Regions from separate parts of the Sus scrofa genome. Here region 1 is linked to region 2. Evidence: chromatin contacts called from public HiChIP or PLAC-seq data. All regions are on one chromosome and are shown on one strand. The core of a region is the stretch at or near the end of the contact, and the rest is flanking DNA. Distances in the headings are between cores, read along the strand shown. Region 1 overlaps LOC102164776. Region 2 overlaps LOC110255448 (a long non-coding RNA gene).

Region 1 (2,700 bases), core at 195-2,694, 690 kb before region 2:
ACCGGTAAATATGCAGAAACAGAAAGCAAATGGGGAGGGGGAAAGGACGGGGGAACATAATGGGTATGGGGTTTTCTTTTGGGAGGACAATGTTTTATAACTAGATAGAGGTGATGGCTGTAAAGCATCGTGAATATACTAAATGCCACTGAATTGTTCACTTTAAAATCATTAATTTCATGTGCAGTTTTAAAAAATACTGTGGGAGAAGAAAACCTAAATAAGCTGACTATAGAGGAAGACTTCTGGACTCTGTATAATCTTGGTCATTTGGTGAGTTTGTGAAGACAGTTTCTCTTCCCTACATTTTTTTGCTCTGCCTTTTGTAGCCTCATCTTGACACCTTGGTTTTCTTTTGCTCCATGAGCACTGAAGTTCTGTTGGAGTCACTTCTTCCCTTCATTCCCTGACTCATTCATTTACCTGGTGTCCGGGAGAATGGTAATTAATATGTGATCTGGGACAGAGGGCAGCGAGATGGCCCTGCTGTGTAACTTTGGCAGGTATCTTAACTTCTCTAGTCCTAGGAAGACATCAGCTAGATCATTTCTTGGGACTCTTTCTGTTTTAAATTTCTAGATTTAAGAAATAAATAATGCATTGTTAGGTTTCCCTTAAACATCCTGCCAGGTAATTTCTCCAGTTCTTTTACTTTGAATTCATTTATCAAACCTAGCTAGACAGACAGAAAAATAAATTACACTTCGAATTAGCCTCCCCCTTTTCATGAGACCTCAATAATGAGGAGAAAATTTATCTCTATGCCTGTGGTAAAACTTCTTGGACCGGGAGAAACCTTTCTTCGTAGTTTTTAAGATAAGAATGCCCAAAGTATGAAACTGATACACTCTTAAGGTTTGAAAAACATCAAAAATGATTTTTATCTTTAATTATAGTATGTAACAGAAAATAGACCCTGCAATAACTTAATAGCCCATTCAAAACACTATCTTCAAGGGTCATTTAGCATTTCCATGATCACCTGCTATTTTTAGATACTTATGTAACCAAACAAAGAATGTGTTCTTGGCTATGGCCATGAAGACAAGTTATTATCGTGGGAGGGACAAAGGAATCTGAGAGGCTCATGAGAGACGGAGCCAATTGCAGAGAACATTTTAGAGAGCGCCCTTTCTCTTTAGTCTCCATTTTCTGCAATCAGGATAATGCAGTGCATTTCAGAGCCATTTTCATTTTTGAAGTGCTCTTTCATCATTAGCTAATAAATGCTCATCAATGAATTTTCCCTCGGCGTCTTGAAAGTTGGAGGAGAAAGAAAATCGCTTTCTATTTCGTAAGTATTCTTCCCCTTGGGGGCTCCCTTCTTGTGCTTCTAATGGAAACAAGCAATAAATTACACCTACTCATTTGAAGGGACCAAAGACTACCATTTGTTCCATAGAGAGTACCTAGGAATTTGCATCAGCTATGAATGACCTGCAGTACCTACCTCACTAGAATGGCAGAAGGAATGCCTGTCTTCCACTACCAAGCTCTATTCTGTTTGGTGTCTCATGGGCAGGTAACTGGAAGGATGCCTTTGCAGGGTGGTGGTGGGGTGGGGGGGCTTCTTCTCAGGGAGCTGAGTGTATAGAGTTAGGCTAAGAGCAGGTGGTGTCCGTCTGAGCGTGGGTTTCCCATGGACTATGTATCTCTAATTTCTAGGGTCAAAAAGTTGTTTTGTATGACCCATGCTTCTCCCCTATATCATCTTAGTTCCAGTTGCACTTGGCTATGAGTTTCACAGTTGCTGCTGTGGTGAATTGCACTACACATGCTTAAAGCTGCTCCTAGCCTTTTCTAGCTGCACATGGGCTTTGAGGAAGACAGTTTGATTTGTAGCATGAGCTGTCTTACTGGGTTTTACTGCCTTGTTGTGGGTAGTATTGTTAGCCAGTAGATGTGTGATACAAACTACATACCATGAGCCATTTGTAACTTAAAATTTTGTGATAATCATGATAAAAAAGTATAAAGAGGGGAAATCAATTTTAACAGTATATTTTATTTAACCTAATATAGCCAACAGTTTATCATCTTCATATGTAATCAATAGGAAAATTATTAATGGGATATTTGACACTCTTTAAAACCAAACTTGTGACGTCTGATGTATATTTTATACTAAAGACACATCGTTTGGATGAGCCACATTTTGTATGCCTGTGGCTACTGTATTGGACAGTAGGAGTCTCTAATCATAGTAGATACTATTTTAACCAATATTTTAGGATGAAAAAGAATTCTTGAATTATTACAAAGTCAAATTCTGATGTAAATGGCTAAGTTTTCTCTTGAAGGCTTTCTGTAAAGCATCTCTTGTTTTTCCAGGAATGGGGGACTGTTAGAGGTTTCTAGTATTTATCATCCGGGAAAGGGTTTAATACATGTTTTCTCAAACATGCCATTCACTCTGGAGTTAACATAGCATCCGTGAATTATCCTTCCCTCCCTATTTTGCTTTATGTTTTGCTGTACCTTGTGTTTAGATCTCCTAGAACCAATAAATGACAAGACTGCTGATTTTAGTGATTAGGGTTTGACTGTGTGTGAGTCCAGTCTTGTAGTAGCTTCCCTTTGTTTTTCACCCAATCTTAGTTTTTGGTGGCATCATCCTCTAAATTAATTGTCTCTACTTATTTGTCTGTGGTTGTGTTCTTATGAAGAAAAAGGTTACTTTTTAGACTTGTAGAGTCTCAC
Region 2 (2,992 bases), core at 438-2,937:
CCATAGAAGTTCTCCTGTGGTAAGGGATCTGGGGTTGCCACAGCTGCAATGCAGACTGTAATGGCAGCCCTGGGTTCGATCCCTGGCCCGAAACTTCCACATGCAGGGAAAGTAGCCAAAAAAAGAAAGAAAAAACAGAAAAAAATATCATGAGTATCATGCTCACTTGTTGGGCTGATTTCCCCAAGCTGAGCAACTGCTGGGATCCAGGTGTGGCTCTGACCACTGACAATCAGCATCTCCCCAGCAATCTGTGCATTTTTCAAACTGAGAGAAAAATGACCAGCAGCTTGGACCCCTAAATATTCTGGAAGTGTTCAGCCAACTGTATGGAGGTCCCATCACCCCTCCTGGGTCTAATCCGGGCAGCGCAGTGGCCACTGGAGCAGGCAGGAGGGGAGCAGGGTCCCAACCACATCTAACAAGATGGCCGATCAGCCTGCCTGCCTGACGCCAGCACTAGCCACCAGCCCCCAACACGCAGGACATGAAGCATCTGCCAGGCGGGTGCCGGCTTTTGATCAGCAGCATGTCGAGCCAGAGACCTGCAGGGAAACGGCCAGCCTCCCGGGGCCGGCCGGCTGGAATCTCTCTGTCCCCTTGAGAGAGGGGCTTGAAGGATCTGAACAGATTTAAAAGTGGGGTGCAGGCAGAGGGACGGGGAGCGAATGAGGGCGGCTGTCTCCTAATACCAGGTTACTCCCTCTCCTCTAAGGAAAGCATGACACCCTTTCGGTTCCAGTGATTGGAGCAGGATTCCTTGGCTGCCTTAGCACATGGGGCTACTCTGCTCCTGAGATCTGAGAGTCCTTCAGCCTCTGCTGTAAAACCTGAGACCTCCAGAGCGGGTGCCTGGTTTCCCAGCTATCAAGGCACCAGGGTGTGGCAGTGACCAACTGCAGCAGGGCTGTTTACAAGACACTTGAGGCCCCTGGCCAGAAGCCTTCAGGACGTCCTGCGTTTTCTAACTGGGGCCTTCAGCTGATAGCTTTAGGAAACCCCCATCTGTGTCCTTAGCATGGAGGCTGGGGCTACCCGTCAAAGCCTTGTGTTAAAATACAGGCCCCTCCTCTCAGCCCCCTTCCTGAGCCACCAGGCCAAGTGCAAGCAGAGGTCCAGCCACAGGCAGATAGCATGTGTTTTGTGTCTCACAATAGCAGCTACGTGACTTGAAGGGCTCTTCTCTTAGAAAACCAAATGCCCACCAGTTTTGCTTATTTGCTCTAACCTTCAAAGAGCCCAGAGGTCCTTTCCTAGTTCAACAAATAAATCCAGTTCCATTCTAGCAGACTCTGACCCACAAGTTCTATTGTTACGCCTTCCCTGAATTTCCCCTGTTCCATCCCTCTCAGCACTTCAGCCCCAGGCAGCTAACCCTTCTTTCGTTTGGGGGATAAATCAAACTCTGGGGGTTTTTTTTGTGTGTGGGTTTTTTTTTTTTCCCCCTAATTCTTTCAAAGCGTAAGGAATGTTGACACCCCCTGAAACATGCCTCTGATGTCTGGTTAGACTTCAGACGGCTGTATTTGAACGCGTGCTGACGCAATCGGGCAGATTGGGTTAAACCAAATATTACAATTGCAAGAACTCATCTGGAACTAATAATTTTGAGGCCACCGAAAGTAAAAGGGCCCAGCTTTGGGGCGGCCAGCGGCAGAGGCCAGGCCAGGCCGATGCTGCCACCTGCCGTGGGCGCAGGGAACAGGGCGCGCCGCCCCGGCCTTCCTGTTTTGTTCAGAACGCACTGGCTCCCACGCACACACGTTCCGCAGCCAGCCAGACCAGGGTTATTTTAAAAAGCTAGCACCTCTCCCCAGCCCTCGGTGTAAAGATAGCTGGTCTGGCCGCCCTAGCTTTGCTCTGGGGGGAAAAAAAAAAAAAGACAACCTCCCAATTACAGAGCCAAGGCTGGCTACAAAGGCAGTTGCACTTGGAGCCGGATGAAACATGTGCCCTTGGATTGAACAGATCATGTGTTAGTGGCTCACTTAGGAGAAAGGCTCGTTCAAGGAAGAATTTTTATTTTGTGGGGGATGAAGAGAACGCACAACTCTGGGTTATGTCGGCACACTGCTGAACTGCAAGTCACATGCCAGATCCAGAAATGATGAAAACATCTGTTTTCGCTTTAGACCAGCAAGGCTCTGGCGGTGGGGAGGGGCGAGGGAGGGAAGGGCTGGGTTTGCTCACCAGCGCCATCTGCTGAGCCTGGTGTAGAAGCGCCTGCGTCCCAAGCACAATGCAGGTTGCCACTCACCCCAAGAGGAGGGGAGATCAACAGGTGGGGGGAGCGGGGGTCTCTGCCCCGGTGATCACTCGCCTTGGAGGATAGCCCTGATTTTGCCCTGGGGACTGTGCAATTCCGTATTGCCTCGGAGTGTTCACAACAAAGAGCTTTGTCCCTGGGGACTGCTCTGGGGCAGAGGAGGAGGAGGAGAGGGAGGCAGCAAATGAATTCCCAGGTTGAGAAGGAAGGAGGTAAAGGGGGAGGAGAGTAGCTCGTTGGTGGTTTGCAGACAGTAAAATTTGCTGTTCTTTCTGGCTGAAATCTACCAGAACAAAGAAACAGCACCGTGTCTCTCGGAAAATTCCCAGCTGCACTTCTCCCAGCCTTCCCTCTTGCCTGTTATGGTGGCTTTCACTCTGCATGTGTGAGAATGTTCCAATAGTCACAGAGATCATTCCCGACAGGCCAGGGTGGATTAAGCCTTGAACGTGAAATCCACCCAGCCTCCTATGAATGGAGGGCTGGGGGTGGGTTCTGAACAGGAGCCATCCTGACAGCCAAGCCACTGCCTTTTTTCAATGTTCAGCAAATATTTACTGCCTGCCTGCAAGGTGCCCGGCACTCACTCAGCACAACTATTTGTCATAAAGTTTTAAAAACAATACAAATATGTCAGAGGAAAATGTATGTTTAATGTCAAGTGATAATGACAGCTGTGAGTTTAGAAAGAGTGAGGGGATTCCAGACCCTCAATTGACCTTTTCT

What was found. HiChIP or PLAC-seq counts read pairs in DNA pulled down with a chosen protein or histone mark.
Region 1: an H3K27ac HiChIP or PLAC-seq map of skeletal muscle shows a contact between it and region 2, with 11 times the contacts expected there. The contact joins two enhancer-like sites. A contact is called at or near these places in 2 of 47 Hi-C or Micro-C datasets (heart right ventricle and liver) and 1 of 2 datasets of contacts at active chromatin or transcription factors (skeletal muscle).

What each region holds. Positions count from the first base shown.
Region 1 is chr9:49,356,570-49,359,269 of Sscrofa11.1, reverse strand. All of the region lies in intron 1 of LOC102164776, which reads left to right. Among named protein-coding and RNA genes, the nearest start is that of MIR100, 200 kb to the right of the region's middle. Within about 2 kb of position 1,444, at least 5 of the 83 cell types and tissues checked have an H3K27ac peak or open chromatin away from gene starts, as enhancers often do. A contact at or near this core is called in skeletal muscle, where this site is marked.
Region 2 is chr9:48,666,191-48,669,182 of Sscrofa11.1, reverse strand. All of the region lies in intron 1 of LOC110255448 (a long non-coding RNA gene), which reads right to left. Among named protein-coding and RNA genes, the nearest start is that of SORL1, 230 kb to the right of the region's middle. Within about 2 kb of position 1,687, at least 58 of the 83 cell types and tissues checked have an H3K27ac peak or open chromatin away from gene starts, as enhancers often do. A contact at or near this core is called in skeletal muscle, where this site is marked.